Linked DNA regions of Triticum aestivum: region 2 is linked to region 1. The links are chromatin contacts, called in public Hi-C maps. All regions are on one chromosome and are shown on one strand. Each heading gives the region's core, a stretch centred on a gene start, on an enhancer-like site or on the middle of the called end of the contact. The rest is flanking DNA. Distances are from core to core; before and after follow the strand shown. Region 1 holds the start of LOC123137347 (ribosomal RNA small subunit methyltransferase nep-1). Region 2 has its middle 29 kb from the start of LOC123134194.

What was found. A called contact is a pair of places that touch in the nucleus more often than the background predicts.
Region 2: a Hi-C map of root shows a contact between it and region 1, with 8 times the contacts expected there. The contact joins the enhancer-like site here to the promoter of LOC123137347 in region 1. A contact is called at or near these places in 3 of 5 Hi-C or Micro-C datasets (leaf and root) and 1 of 1 datasets of contacts at active chromatin or transcription factors (leaf).

What each region holds. Positions count from the first base shown.
Region 1 is chr6B:430,704,470-430,709,072 of IWGSC CS RefSeq v2.1, forward strand. It overlaps LOC123137347 (ribosomal RNA small subunit methyltransferase nep-1), which reads right to left and starts at 2,495. Exons shown (of 7, transcript XM_044557061.1): 1 at 2,022-2,495; 2 at 1,284-1,376; 3 at 808-952; 4 at 602-712; 5 at 441-523; 6 at 284-341. The coding sequence starts at 2,291.
Region 2 is chr6B:430,937,157-430,941,946 of IWGSC CS RefSeq v2.1, forward strand. No RefSeq gene overlaps it. Among protein-coding and RNA genes, the nearest start is that of LOC123134194, 29 kb to the left of the region's middle. Within about 2 kb of position 1,370, at least 3 of the 8 cell types and tissues checked have an H3K27ac peak or open chromatin away from gene starts, as enhancers often do. A contact at or near this core is called in leaf and root, where this site is marked.

The sequences.
Region 1 (4,603 bases), core at 1,245-3,744:
TCAACAATACAAGAAAAGAGAACTATTTGAATGGAGCAAAGGAAATATCATAAATGTTCGTTTTCAGGTAATAATTCACTGGGAACAGTGGACTTCTTAAAGTTCAAACACAGCATGCACAACAAACATATGATTCAATTTATCTAACACCCATTTGAAACCTCTCAAAAGATCCAAACAACTGAAAATCACACTGATTTAACAAACATATTAGTATCACCCTTATCAGAAGTTTAGGAAAGTTCTCAGGACTACTGTTTTTATTGCAAACAGAGTTACTTACTCTGTATGTAATCATCTGAGTATTCCTTGTCAACCTTTCCATGGGCCATGGCACCAACCTGGAATAATGTGCAGACAATACGAGATTATGCACAAGGAAGCAACAGATAATAGAAAACAAATTAGTTCAATGTCAAAGCTTTTACAACTCCACTCACCACAAACACAAGAGGTTCATCATCATTGGACTTAGCAACATAGTCAAACAAATTAACTGCCTTCTCCGCACTATATGAAAGGCCTAATGACCAAAAAAATACATCAATTAGCATCCTTATCTGATCCAGATAAAGTTTTAGTAAATACATAATTTTCTCACCAATCTTCCGTATGCCAACAGGTAGATACTGGGTAACAGGATTTTTAATAACATTAAGGAGCTTCTCACGCCTCCCAACTGCAGTGATGCTCAGCTTTTGCAATAACTGTGCTGTGATGTTGTATAACTTGCAGGTCAGCATGGTTCATGAAATATATGACATAAAAGGTGAAGAACATGCACTAGTTCTAGTATTTGCAACTTACACATCAAGCCACAGAAACGTTTGAACGTCCGTGGCATGCGAACATGAGGCTTGATTTCAAACAACACTCCCTTTTCAGTCCTAACATAAACAGCTTGTAACCTCCCAGCCTTAGTTAGAGGGCTATCAAATATTGCAAGCAGTGCCTGCAAAATATTTTTGGCAGAAATTCAGAACAGTCATACTTTGTAGCTATTCAGAGACCCAAACAGGGTTGGACAACCAAAAGAGAGGAAACAAATGCTATGGCATTAGGCCGCGTTGACAACCAAATTAAATTTACTTCCCTTTGACTTACAACAGGAACTTCTGGATGGATAATACTCCCTCAGATCCAAAATAAGTGTCACAGTTTTGAACTGGGTTTAGTTCAAAACTGCGACATTTTTACGGGTCGGAGGTAGTAATAAATAAGACAGCTTTCTATTCATATTACAGCATCAGAAAGAAAATAATAATGACGGAAATTTAGAATACCTGGTGAATGATATCAGGCCTATAATCAGCTGGATTGCGATTCTGCTTCCTCAAATAATTTGCGTGATCATCCGAATTCAAGATTTGCATACCCTATAGAAACAGTTAAAAGAATCACTAAAAGTGACATAAAATAAGGGATTTTTGTTCAGTACGAGGCGTTGATCTCTTTAATCACCAGATATTGTAGAAGGAACGTAACTACTCTGGTGTAATTAGCTAACACTTGCTCTTTACATGCTAGCAGCCACTAATATTTGACCATTGCTACCTACTCATGCACAGCCCACGACATGCATGCACACAATAACCTATCCTCCAAAAGGGAAGAGAAGAAAATAATTACAGATTTACGCCTAGTGTTCACTCAAACCTTGCAAATAAATCAGGACAAAACATGTTCAAGGCTCACTATTAAATTTATTGTGTTCACTAATTCAACTGTGGCATTCTGCAAGTATGCTGCTGCTTAAGACATTAGCATCTTTTTGGGAGCCCACTCTTATACTGTTATGGCAGGGATGCTTCTGGATTCAAACAATTTCAGGACAGTGCAGCTTTTGTTCAACCTTTTCCCGTGCTCGTAAGTTAAAGTAAACTACCACATGAATAAAGCAGCTACTCGAACAAATTTCTCCAAGTCTGAATTCGACCACCAAACGAGAAATAATCGGTCGCATCAGAAATAAACCACTGGTTTATTGGTCGAGAGTCCATACTAGTGTACTAGCAGCATACCTTGCCGACTTTGCCGACCTCGAGGCAGGCCCTCTCAAGTACGAAGATAGCGCCCGGCCGCCGCTTACTGTCGACAGGCTGGGGCACGATGGGGATCCCCTCCCCCACCTCCTCGGCAAAAGCCTCTGCCGCCGCCTCCCCCTCCATCACCTCCTCATTTTCCTTCACCTCTTGCTCCACCGCCTCGGCGTCGGCCGGAGGGGCGCGCGAGGCTTCGCCGCCTTCCAGCTTCCGCTTCTTCTTCCCCTTGACTGCGTACGGCCGCCCCATGTCTTCTTCTCGCTTCGCTTCGCTTCGCGCCGGCGCCGGGCTGCGGGGGTTTGAGTCACAGAGAGCCGCCTAGGGTTCTTCTCCTTTGTCCCCTTCTTTTTTTGAGGGGGTGGGGTTCTTCTTATTGTGTGGGCTCAAAAGGCAAGCAAACGAACCGCACAACAACAAATAGATGCCCATCAACCACAACCAGCCCAAAAGGAAAGAAGTCTGTCAACCACGCCCGGCCTAAATCCGAAGCGCTGACCATATGGCACCGGAACGGACGGCGCCGACGCTCGCGGGGGTGCAGGTGGGGGGCGGTTGCGGCATCTCACGGGCTCCGCTCAAAGCTGCACGATCCCCGATTGTCTCAAGCGGGACAAATTGTCTGATCCCCGATTTCTGAATTCATCGATCGTTAATTTTTCACTCAGCCGAACGGTCCACTGCTAGGTTAGCTACGAAACAAAACGGCACCTTAGAGCATCCACGGCCGAGCGCCACGAACCCGCCTTGTACGTCCGGACCGGTTGCGCGGTCACTGTCCATGATTTTTTGACCCAGACGGCCTCCTCAAACCCGCCCTCAAACGCCTGGTCTGACCAGCACCCTTCATATCCAACCCAAAAATGGAACAAGTATGGAGCGTCTTGGCATGCCTATCACGTCGGACCTGGGCCACGCTGGCCCACCCGACCCACATAAATCCTTTCCATCCACTCACCGGACCAAACCCCAGCCACTTCACTCTCCTCCCCTTCACTTTCATCCGGCACCCAAACTAGTCTCCTACTCCTTCCGGTCGTCTCCAGCATGGCGGACGGTGGATCCGAATCCTTCACCTTCAGATCCGTCGACTCCGAGCTCATCCCACGCGGCCCCGAGGAGGAGATGGACGTACAACTTGCACTCCACCGCGCCCGGGGATGAGGCCCGTGCACAGCTGCGCTCGGACTCCATCCGTCAGGAATCCATTGCGTCCGCCCAAATAGCACTAGGGCAGCCGTAGCTGCCTCGTCGGAGGTTGTGCGGTCCGTCTGGCGTCTGAACGCGCTGTCGGACGCGCAACTCCTCCGGTGGCGCGCTGATATTCGTGACGCACCATCGTCCCACGAGGCCATGGCACGACGTGCCCGCCGTACAAGGCACCGGGCGTAGGAGGCGGCGGCAGACGTCGGCGAGGCGGAGTCGCATTCTCCGACGCCCATATGACGCATCAGTCCGGGTGCCGCAACCACATCGTGGTGGACGTCGATGGCTCGTCCCCGGACGGATCTGTCATCGATCTGACGCCCACCGGCACCCAACGGGTTCCAGGCTGCGACGAGGAAGAGTATGGCATGGGAGACGGCGGCGCATTGAGTCATGTGAGTCGGCTCGTGTCCCATGCCCTACTCTACTTTGCCGGCGACCGGACCAGCATTTTGGGGAGCGCAGCCAGTCGCCGGACATGGCCACGGTGACCGGACAAGCTCCGATTAAAGATCGTTACGTTGCATGTAATAATATGAATTTGTGGTTTCTAATTTGAGATATCCGGATATTTTTTTTTTTGCGGGGTAGATATCCGGATATAAAATGCTTTTTTTGAGGAGTAACCGGTCACTGTCCACGGACGCGCCCGCGGGCGTTTGAGGGATAGAGTTTGCCAAATCGGTCGTGGATGCTTTTAGCTAGTTAGCTCTACGTCATGCTAACTGGCTACATGATTTAACATGTATCATGCGGAAACATGCATGTATCTGTGATTCCGGAAAAAGAAAAGAACATGATCCTTGATCGCACGATTTAAATACTACTACGTAGCAGTGAACCGAAAACGCGATCCATCAAGCAACCTAATTTGCCGGAGCCGCGCTCTGAGCACATGTATGATATATCCAAACCGGAGCTTTCCCCATGTGCCCGGGGGATTTGCTGTCACCAACGGGTTGGCTTTGGCTAGTTTTTAGGGGATAATGCTGATTCCCACGCAAATGTTCGCGCCGCAACAAGGTTACACTATGCCCGTGGCCGAAGCCAGGTTCTCCATCGCGACACGCTACAAATTGATTGATATGGTATGCTCATGGCGGATCTTCCTGCGCCGACTCCATTATTAGGATCAGCATCGATCAGGTCGACCTTGTCATTGTTGGAATTTTTTTTTCTGAAAGGCTGCCATTGCTGGATAGCTTCATTGAGATTTCAGCCAGCCATATTGGCTCATGGGGCCGTAATAATAGCATGGGTACGCCATGGTTGAAGTATGAACACCCGAGGTCCCAATTGAGACACAGAGTAGTAATATTTCCTTCGTCTCAAAATTCTTATTTTAGATTTGTCTAAGT
Region 2 (4,790 bases), core at 120-2,619, 230 kb after region 1:
CCACGACCTCTCCAACTAGCGCCTGCTCAGCTCCATGCACCGTACTGCAGTTCAGTTCGTATTCTGCTACGGTAGCATTTTTAGGCAAGTCAGATGTGCGTCCTGATGGCTAGATGGGGAGGCATACTCTGGGTCACCAGTTGAATTATGGAGAAACAGGGGCACGCAAGATCCATACATCACTGTTGATACATGTTCAACATCCATAACAACAGATTCTAAAAAAAACACCCATTATAACAGGAGCCGCCGTGATGATCGGCTGCAGCGTATCACGTGTCGAGGATGTGTCCACCATGCTCAGGGGAGTTCAGGGATACATTCTGTTGGGGCGATCCGTTGTGGAGATCATCTCGGCAGATGAATTCCGTCGTGGCAAGTGTCCTTGTAGATGCATGCCATCAAGGCCGTGGTTGTCGTTGCGCTGCATGTTGCGGTCTAGGGAGACGGGGAGCAGGGGATTAGGAGAGCTGATTCCCCCAAGGGGTTATTAGCAAATTAGCACACATAACCTAGAGCTGGTGCGGGCGTGTTTTTGCAGTTTTCTATTGCTTTTGATCCAGTGCGTGAGATGGTGATCGGCCGGCTGAGGAGGCGATGGATACAGGGATGCACGACCCACCCCGGATGCACTTGATACGACGCCTGCTTAAGGTACGCAACCAGGCAACCACCCGAATGTGATTAGTTACATCCTTTTATTCTTTTCTGTTTTCCTCTTTTCTTTTCTTTTATTTATGTTTATTCTTTTTCATTTTTTCCAAATTTGTGATTTTCTTTATCAAAATCGATGAACTTTTCTCACATCCATGAACCTTTTTGAATTTGTGAACTACTTTTCAAAAATCCATGACTGTTTTTCAAATCCAATGAACTTGTTTCTCAAATTGATGAACTTTTTCAAAATCTGTGGTTTTCTTTTCAAATTGGATGAGCTTTTTCAAAATTTTATAATTTTTTAAAAAATTCTGATGAACTTTTTTGCAAATTTACGAACAAAAATCAAAATCGATTTTTAAAAATTATACTTTTTTTTGACTTTGTGGTTTGTTTTATTTTTTGAGTGCACCAATTCTTTAAATTAAACTATATATAAAACCAACGGCCATGTCACTGTGCGAACAGGAAAAGGAAGTCTTATATCCTCGTTCTTTTAGAGAAAAGCCACTGATCCTCCTGAGCATAGCGAGGCAAGGGAACGGTAGCCTTTCTTTGGGCCGGCCCATACGCGCACCATGCTTGAGCGCTGATTTCCCTAAGCGGCGCCAAAGGCGCTGACTAGGAGGTCCCGTGTTTGATCCTCTCACGCACTCTTGTTTTTTGGGATTTTTTATTGTGCAATCTGCAAATGGGCCGACCCAGTCAAGGAGGCACCCTGTGCGAAGGAGAGCCCGCTGCCGCAGCAACCGACATATAGAACCCCTCGGATCGGCATATACCAAGCAGTGAGACCTCCTATACAATTTGACACGTCTCTGCCCGAATTGGTGGTAGCACTCGCCCGCATCACTAGGTACACCATGACCCATCAGCGTTTACGAAATCACAAGTTAATATGTACCCGTTGCAAAGGGCACTCTTTCATCTTCTATGATTTGACAAATGGCGCACTTCATATGTGTTACTTGTTCCCCATCCGAAAGTTTTCCTTTTCTTCATAGGTTTTTTTTATCAAAGCTTTTTATATCTTGAACCATGTGTCCAGAACCGTTTTCATTGTTAGATTTCTCGCATCGAGATATTCAAAACTGGATCACATCTTAATAAGTTTTGACGAACCTTTTTCATAAAAGAATCAACAACAAAAAGGAATACCGAAAGAAAGAACAAAAAACAAAGGAACGGTTCACGTAAATAAAAAGAATACAGAAAAAGGGGAGCTTGGAAGCACGGTGCAGCATCACATTTTTTTTAGAAACACAAGTTGCGCTTTTTCCTTCTCGTGGAAGCAAAGTTTATTTTTCCGGTGCTTCTCGCGGAAGCAAATCTATGCTTCCCAAGAAAGCACAAAAATTTCTGTTCTTCTCATGGAAGCAAAGAATATATATTTTCCTGCAAAAATGATCCCGTCAGAACAAAGTGGAAACTAGGCGGAATATAAAAATTCCCAGAAAAAAAAATCTAAAGCCATAAAGCACGTAAAAAAGAAATCCAAAGGAAGCGTCCAGCACACAACATGTGGTGGCGGGCTGGACGTATGGGCGCTCAAAGTGACCCTTAGAGGGACCCCACAAGGGGGTAACCTTTGGTTCGCTTTACTATGGGAGGCGGAAGAGAGTGTCGTCTGGACCAACTCAATACCATGTGGTCTTTGTTTTAAACATAGTACAGACGCAGACTCATACATATGCACGCATACTCATCCTATGAACACACACACACACACACACACCTTATCCGTACGAGCATCTCCGAAAAACTGAGCCGACACATCATATTGAGGTTGACAAAAGTCGCCACAGACATCATCGTAGATGACAGGAATGTCTCTTCCCACTGAATGCACATTGCCGGAAGGTCTAGAATAAATCCAGAAAATGTGAGCATAAGTGTGAACTCTAGGGCTTGAACTCTGGTGGGCCGGAGATAAAACTGTCCACCTAACCATGCGACTACAGGTTTGTTCACACCATGTTGATGTCACGCGCGTACTTTTTTTTGCATTATTATATTTTAAAAATACTAAATAAATATAATATGGGAAAATAATTTTGTTAGAAGTGTTTGTCACACATTTAGTATATGTTCATGCAGTGTAAAAAATATTTATGTGGCATTTAAAAATGTCCAAACATTTCAAATAAATGTATGTGACAGTTAAAAAAATATGTAACACAATGTAAAAAATTGTTTGTATAATTCAAGAAAGTCTTTCACAACATTCAGAAAAATGTATGTTATATTTTAGAAAAATGTTCACATGTTTCAAACAAATGTTTATGGCATTTTTAAAATGTTTATACAAGGTGAAAATGTTCTTATAGATTAAAATAGATGTTTCATATTGTACAAAAATATGTTTCTACTTCGACTTGAAAAAAAACTGTTCCAAACATGTTTTTGAAAATAAAATTCATGGTTTGAAATATGCTAAACTTATATAAAAATGTTTAATATGTATACAAAAAATAAACAACTTTTATGTATAAAAGTGGACATCAAAATATATATTTGAAAATATGTTAATTGTGCATACAAATTGTTCTTGATGTATACAAAAAACAAGACTTGTTGTGATAAAAGGAAAATAAAAAAATGGAAATAAAAAAATTAACAAAACTGAGGAAAGAAACGAAGAAAACCAAATAAAAAAGAAAAGAGAATGGCGAAGCCAAAGAAAACTGTAAAAAAACAATGCAAAATAGTGCGGGGAAACGATAAAACCCCACAGAAGGGAAAAAAACTCACGTGCAACTATAATATCGGGCCGGCCCAATAACAGCCCCTAGTCGGCGAGACGTATTGGGTCTCGCTAAAAGCGAGACATAGGTCCCGCAGCACATAGCAGCTCGCTACTAGTTCGCGGGAAAAGACCAAATCTGATATTTTATAGACAAAAATAAGTCATACATTCAACAACGCAAAAAAGAAAACTTCAAGAACTTAAAAAATATATAAATTTTTAATTATGAATTCTAGAAATATACATAATGTTTTTAAGAAAACTACGGAATTGGAAAGGGTTCTCAAGAAGTTTAAGAATTTAAAATATGTTCGTGAATTTATAAATTATTCATGATTTGAAAAATGATTATGGATTTTTAAAATATTTATAAATTTTAAAATATGTTTGCACATCTAAGAAGTTCATGAATTGGAAAAATATCATGATTTTTCAAAAAAAAACATAAAAGAAAATAAAAGAAAAAACAAAGTAAAATCTAGAAGGAAAAAATAAAGTAAAAAACAGGGGATATTCTAAGTTTCCGAACACTAAAAAACTGCAGTCTACATGGGCTGCCCTTTTTTTGTTTTGGGGGTGTGTGTCTCGTTTAGGTAAAGAGCAGCTATAACATGACATCTTAAACCTTCCTTTAGTGGCCGGGCCGACAACCTAAACACCACCCGGATCAAAAAGCTCGATCCAACCTATCCCTACAAAGTGAGCCCAAATGTCTTGGTTGTCCAACGCCCCTCAAACCTAGCTCAAGTGGCAAGGATTTTGTGCCCCGAACATGCCCAAGCGTGTCCAGCACATCAGACCTGTCCAACCCAACCCCACATATATCCCGTCCATATCTGCACCCCGGGTCAAGCCCTAGCCATTTTTGCCACACCACTCCACTTTCAGTCCTCTTCGGGCAGCTCTTCCTCGATGATCTTTCACTTCGGCATGGCGGACAATGGATCCGAGTCCGGCAACTCCTGGTCAGTCAACTGGGACCTCGCCCTTGCACAAACGAGGAGGAGATAGCCGTCTGACTGGGTCTCCGTGTTGGGGAATGTAGCATGCAATTTCAAAATTTTCCTATGCTCACGCAAGATCTATCTAGGAGATGCATAGCAACGAAAAGGGGAGAGTGTGTTCACGTACCCTCGTAGACCGAAAGCGGAAGTGTTTGCTTAACGTGGTTGGTGTAGTCGAACGTCTTCTTGATCCAACCGATCAAGCACCGAACGTACGACACCTCCGAGTTCTGCACACGTTCAGCTCGATGACGTCCTTCGAACTGTTGATCCAGCAAAGTGTCGAGGGAGAGTTCCGTCAGTACGACGGCGTGGTGACGGTGATGGTGAAGTGATCCGCGCAGGGCTTTGCCTGAGCACTACGTGAATATGACCGGAGGCGT